2 separate regions of the Arachis hypogaea genome follow, and region 1 is linked to region 2. The links are chromatin contacts, called in public Hi-C maps. All regions are on one chromosome and are shown on one strand. Each heading gives the region's core, a stretch centred on a gene start, on an enhancer-like site or on the middle of the called end of the contact. The rest is flanking DNA. Distances are from core to core; before and after follow the strand shown.

Region 1 (3,472 bases), core at 728-3,227, 38 kb before region 2:
CGGAGAGGTCGCCAAAGTATACCAGAAGCTCGGCGACCTTCATGAAGACGAAGGTCAGGCTAGTATGTAGTTCCTTTAATATTGTTAATAACTTCGTTATGTTATATGTTTTTCATATCATTAATAAGCATTCTAATAATTTTGTATCTTAGTGTAATTTCTGTAGTCGAAGTCATTGGACTGCGAGACCACATTGGCAGAGACCTTCAAGTACACCCACACATTGAAAGAGAATAAAGTGAGATTTGTTGATGAGCGATCTCAAGACCATTATGTGAGTAAACATACGTCTGATTATCTTCTACTATTTTCTTATTAGATATTAACTGTATATTTGTCTTAGCTTACTAATCACACATTAACTTGTGTTAATTGCACAAGAGTCTTACATACAGAGATTAGAGGCTGCGACTCAACAATCTCAACAAAGTGAGGAGGATGCTGTCGATGGAGTTGCGGCCTCAGTCGTGGACCCCGATGCGGTTTAGCGTGAGATCGCCTCAGCCCCGTACAAAAATCACGTATACGGGATGGGGTCGTTCTTCGCCAGTAGCCTCCGCAACTCGACGTTGAGGCCGTCGTCATGCTCCACCACTAGTCGAGCCATGTAGCCCGAGGAAGGCATGGATTTGAGGCTCCAGGTGCAGGAGCTCCACTGCAGCCTTCACCAGCAGGCTCGGGAGCTTAACGATTATCGGGAGAGGTATCAAAAGATCCTCACCCACGTGACCACTACGAATGAGCTCAGGCTGAAATTTAGGGAGTCGCTAGAGCGAATGCAGCGTATGCATGCTCAGATAGAAATGTACCAGGCACAAATGCATGCCGCTGGCATCGTCCTTGCTGGTGGCACACGGACATCGTCATCGCCTCCTGCACCACCGACTCAAGGCCACGGGACTGACGACAACGACGACAACCTGGATCTGTAGATATTAGATTTTGTTTTATTGTTTGATACATTTATTTGGTGTACGAATTGACCACTAATTATGTAAAAAAAAATTAAAATTTAAAATTGTCATTTATTTCAAATTCCAAAAATAAAATAAAATGGCATTACCATGAGAATTACGGTAGGAATAATCCAAAGATAACATGGCACGTAAAAATATGCTTTGGCGCCAACATTACCGTCAGAAACATTCGATGGTAAGCAACTGGTCTCCTGAGCTAGTAATCCGTCACAAAATTTGACGATATGAAATAAATCCAACGGTAAATATTTACCGGTGAGGTTTATACCGTCAAATTATTTTCGACAGTAAATTGATTACTATCAGATATATTTGAGAAATCAGACAGTATTCAACGTTTTTCTTGTAGTGTATAATATATAAAAAAAAATCAAAACGAATAAGAATAGAAATATAACTTTTGTATTTTAGTTCAAATTTCAAAAGATCTACAATTTTACACTAATAAATTGAATGTGGTTTAAAATTACGTAAAATTGATTTAAGACAGACATGTGACGAAAATTAATTTAAGACATCTGCGTAATTTTAAATCCCGTTTAATTTATTATAGTGTAAATTACTCGTATAAAAATATTTAAAACAAAACATATAACTAATTCTAATTTAGCACATTTGTGTAGTTTTATACTCTATTTATTTTTTAGCGTAAATTACTCCAAAAAATGATAAAATTCTATTCAATTGTTTTATAGCCCTGGTTAAATGTTTAATAAAAAAAATTATAAAACAACTAAAATTTTCAATGCAATATAATTCATTTGTCAAAACAAAAATTTAACTTTTTTAATTTTAATAAAATTAACAATAATTTTAGTTTGTGAAACAAAATTGAAATTTAAAAATTTAGAAGAAAAATTAGTTGTAGGAAAAATGGAAAATAGAAATGTAGCAAATTAGCGATGGATGGATGTTGAAGACACCGAGGACAGTAGGTGGTTGGGAGACATTTCATTTCACGGCATCATTGCGCGCGTACGGAGACGCGTGTCTCGCAATCTATGGCTCTGTGGCCCTATCCCCTTCATTCATTGTTTCTGAATTTCATGAAATATGAGGATTCACCATGCCGTGGGGTTATCTTTCTTCTATTTCTAATGTTCTCATTTCATATCTGTCTCTTTTTCAAGTTTTTTTTTTCCTTCTCACAATTTAATATTAATTTTATGATATTTCTTATTTTAAATTTTATATCTAATGAAAAATACATTAATATTATTAGTTTTAGTTAAGTTTAATTATTCAATTAATTTTATTAGTTTTATCAAATTTACAAATAAATTTTTATATATTTTTTAAATTAAATTCCTAAACTATTCTAAATTTTATAATTAGATCCACTTATTTCGCACACTCTTTTTTTTTCTATCATAATCGTAATAAAGAATAAATATAATAATAAATTAACACTTTATAAATATGTTTTAATATTTATTGTCAATAAAAACTTAATTACAAAATTTAAATTGGTTTAGAAATTCAATTAAAAAAATATAAAAATTTAATTATAAATTTAATAAATTATAAAAACTAATAAAATAATTTAACCTGTTATTTACTGCTTATTTAAAGACAACAGCTTCAACTAGTGACGGATTTAAAAAATTTTGATAGTGGGGCAAAATATATAATATAATAATAATTTTTATAATAAAAATACTATATGTACATAAAAATTAGCTATCAAAATATTCACTAATCATTATATGTATTGTATAATTTATTTTTAATGTATATTTTTTATTTCAATATGTATATAGGTGATTATTTTTTATGTACATATAACATAATTAGTCTTTAAAATATCTAATTTACAAATTAAAATACTAAATAATAATTTAAATAATAACACATAATTTAAAATTTTATTATTTGTTTTATATTTTAAAAAAATTAAATAATCTTTTTCTTAACAATACAATCGAAATATCTCTCTTTTATATAAAATAATGCTATACATTCAAGTTTTTTTTTTGTTAAATAAGTCCAACCAAATTAATCTAAGATAACAAAAATCAGTTATGACTAGCATTATTCTAAGTCTTATTATTTAATTTGGTTAGACTTAGATCATAAAAAGACTTAAATGTGTAGTATTACTCTTATATATACATATATATAACTTTTCATACAATTAAAAGCCAATTCTTATTGAGATTCATAGTTGAGAAAGTTTTTTCAATTAATGTAGTTGTTACGAAAAAAATTAAAACTAATAACAAAAAAAGATAAATAATACTCTTTCGAGTCGATTTCTAAAAAAAATACAAATTTTTTTTAAATTGAGAATTGATCATTCTAATAACATCTAATATAAAATTTTTAAATTAATTATAAAGTACCAAAAATTGAATAAAAAATTATTGTGGGTTAAATTTAATAATTTAGTAGGGGCGAATAAATATTATTATCATGTACTACTCAAAAAAATTTCAAATCGTAATGGGGTGCTTGTCCCCATAACTACATATGTACATCCGTCCCTGACTTCAACG
Region 2 (3,560 bases), core at 804-3,303:
TCTCCACAGTAATCTCCATCAAAGTTTGAAACTTCTTTTTCTTGTCAAAAGAGATTAGAAACCACCATATCAATTTTTACCATAAACTAATAAAAATTCGGTCGCAATTTATATTATTATTATTCTAGTAATTATGCATGTAATAAGTTAATTATTTTGTAGTTGCAAAATTAAAAAGCTAAGCCTATCTACAACATGTAGACCACAATAAACAACATAAGATTATGGTTATGGGCATGTAAAGAGGACAAAAGAGAAACCCAAAGATAGATGAGGCATGCACGTGATTATGGACATAACACGCAACACAACAAAATAGTGCGTGGATTTGTTTTCCATATCATTGAATATGGTGCCTTTTCTCTCTACTCTCTTCATATGAGTTAGTAAAATCAAATCTCATTATCTCATGCTACTAACTCTAGTGGTCACGGGCACAAGGAAAATATGGCAAATAGGGGAAGCAAATTAAATCACCACCAATTAAGATTTTTTGGCGGTTGTCTCCTCTTCTTTTCTTTCTAGAAGCTAAGAATTTTTCGAAAATGATCTTTTTTAATTCTTTTGGTTTTTTTATTTTTTTTGTCCTTTATAAACAATTAAGTTTTAAAGATAAATATATTACTATTTTTTGGAATTTACAAAAAGAAAAGTTAAAAAATAATATATGTGTTACTTTGTCTTATGCATTGAACTAATTTCTATAAGCAATTTTAAGGTATGGTCTAACTAACTTTAATTTTATACAAACAATTTTCTTCTCAGTTCACAAAAAAAATTGTTAGGCCTTGTGTTGAAATATTTTGTGAATTGTACATATTAAAACTGACCATATACTATTTCAAAACAATGAGAAAGTTAGCAAAATATTATTGCATATTTGTGAAACACATTTGATCCATGTTTTGCACATCAAATGCACAACCGGTATTAGTTGTGACCATATTGATATTCATAGATTATTGAATCTCAATTTCCAATCCACTTCAATTCCACATTTCCTTCTATCCGTGAACTAATAATATTTCACAAGATTGAACCACAAATACAGATAACTTCCTATACCTTAAATCCTGAATGGAACAACCTATTTAATTTCTTCCTGCACATGTTGGAAATTAAAGGTTCGTTCTCCAATGCCATGAATTTAATAAGTGAGGAGAATCATTAACAAAACACTCACCAAGTACATCCTCCTTTTATTATACATATTAATTAACCCAAATCTTGCACCAATATTCAATTCTTTCCCAAATGATATTGCTATGAGCAACTTCTTCTGAACAAAACACTCATCAAGTACATCCTCCGTCCGTGTGCATGTGGTTAAAGTTTTTAAAAGTTTGAAGACGCTTTTAAAATGCATTTACCGAAGAGATTTTTAGAATTGGTTTATACTTATTAAAATTATAAAATCTAATGCAATTTCATATATTAATAAAAATATAAATTTATTCTAATATTTATGTCTATTATAATTTTTAAATTTTAAAAATCATTTTACTAAACATAATTGTTCTTATTTATATTTATTGAAAGTTGTGTTTAGTTTAATTTATCAAATATAGATACTACATTTTTTTAATAATATTTTTTGAAAAACAACTTTGATAAACTATTTTAAAAAAGTATAAGTTAATTTCTCTTCCTACATTATTGGTCTTTTAAATAAGGGCTAGATCGCATAATATAAATTAGAGCTAATAAAATTGGTTTTTTTTTTTTTTGGTCAGGTACCCCTTACACACACCCTTTTTCTTTACCAATGAGTTCCATATATCAATTTTCTAGACCTAATTAGGATTTAAACTTGGTGTACCTTCTAACAAGGCAAACATAGTTGCCACTAAACCAAGCTTTGCGGTGCGAGCTAATATAATTGGTTTAGTTAATTTCTGGTATTTACGAAATTAAAATTCTAGTATAACCCAATTAGTCGAGAGTCAATGGGCGGAAAAATTCTGGGCCAGCCTTCAAACATTTTCTATGGGTTTGGGTTTGTAATACAAAAACAAGCGAGGCCTAATTAGTTGAGTAGTCGAACATGGAGCAAAGAAACCCAATCATTAGCAGGCACGGCCTAAGCTTTGGGCCTGCTTTAACATCTTTTATTGTGTTCTGAGGCTGTTAAAAATGGTGATTTAACCAACTTGGGTTGGTCGAGTGGTTAGCTCACTCGTCCGCTTAAGTAAGTGTCGGGGGTTGGAATCCCGCCTTGTGCATGCAGCAATCCATTGGCCAGCGGCAAACCCTTAAATGGAGCTCCGATCCGAGACGGATTAGTCCTTGACCTGTCGGATTAGGGGATACCGTGGGCAACAAAAAAAAATGGTGATTTAAATGCGAGTCCAACTAGAGAATCTATCATATATGGGCTAATTTTGTCAAATCCCTAAACTTAATTTGAATATGTTTGCGCCGAAGAGCCTTAGCTCAGTGGCACTTCACCTCCTCCCTATTACTAAGGTCTAGAGTTCAAATTCTAGAGGGTGTATTTATGAAAAAAAAAATGTGATAAATATGTGAGGAATGTGTGAGTGTGTTGTGTATCTAGAATTGGAGGTTGTCCAATTCACTGACTAAAAAAAAAAATTTGAATATATTTGCTGATTTGTGTGAGATTTCTTTCGCCCGCCCCTGTAGTTTTTTTAAGTTGTGTTCGTTTATGAGAATAAGACAGGACAAAACAAGACGAGAACAAGATATAAAAAATAGAAATATAAGTTTACTGTTGAAATAAATTGACAATAATAAATATAATAAATATATAATTATAAATGTTACATATATAAAATTATAAATATTAAATTTAATAGAATAAATTTAAATTATTATTTTTTAGCATTGTCATTGTAATAAATTAATGCAAAAGATTGAGCTAAATACCCTTTATTAATTATTAATTAGTTCTAATGCCTTATTCCTTATTATTCTTGTCACGTGGTAATATCTCGATGTAAGACCTAGAGAAGTTTCATTCTTGCACCATGATGATCCTTATGTGTGTTAATTTGTTTGAACTAATTGTTAAGAAAAATATAGAAGAATAATGTTTTTTTAGAAAAATATAAATAATAGATTAAAAAATAAAAGTTAATTTTAATTTTAAATTTTAAATTAATTAGATTTATTTATATTCAGTGAACCTGTGATATAGCTTATTATTCATCATTTTTATTATCTAGAGAAAGTATAAGAAGCGTTTTCTCAACAACATAAATAATATGAAAAAGTTTCGCCCTTGCACCATGATGATCCTTATGTGTTCTAATTTGATTCGATTAACGGGAAATTTTATTTTACTTTTTGGAGTAGGTTAAGGTCGCTAAATCATTATCCGAACATCTGTTATTTTAGAGATTAAAGTACACGTCCTCTTTTGCGTGACTTTATCACTTGATTGAAAAATTCGCTACCCATTGTGCTTAATCACAACTTATTTGTTTAATTTACTTCTTATTATCACACTGTGATTATTGCATCGTGATGCAGATGACGCCACCGCATTACAACTTATATGATTAAAAATTAAACAACTTGATCACTCACACCAAGAGAGA

What was found. A called contact is a pair of places that touch in the nucleus more often than the background predicts.
Region 1: a Hi-C map of leaf shows a contact between it and region 2, with 2.1 times the contacts expected there. The contact joins two enhancer-like sites. A contact is called at or near these places in 2 of 8 Hi-C or Micro-C datasets (both in leaf).

The regions. Positions count from the first base shown.
Region 1 is chr3:16,258,531-16,262,002 of arahy.Tifrunner.gnm2.J5K5, reverse strand. No RefSeq gene overlaps it. Among protein-coding and RNA genes, the nearest start is that of LOC112789659, 16 kb to the left of the region's middle. Within about 2 kb of position 1,977, at least 1 of the 3 cell types and tissues checked has open chromatin away from gene starts, as enhancers often do.
Region 2 is chr3:16,220,259-16,223,818 of arahy.Tifrunner.gnm2.J5K5, reverse strand. No RefSeq gene overlaps it. Among protein-coding and RNA genes, the nearest start is that of LOC112789658, 4.9 kb to the right of the region's middle. Within about 2 kb of position 2,053, at least 3 of the 3 cell types and tissues checked have open chromatin away from gene starts, as enhancers often do.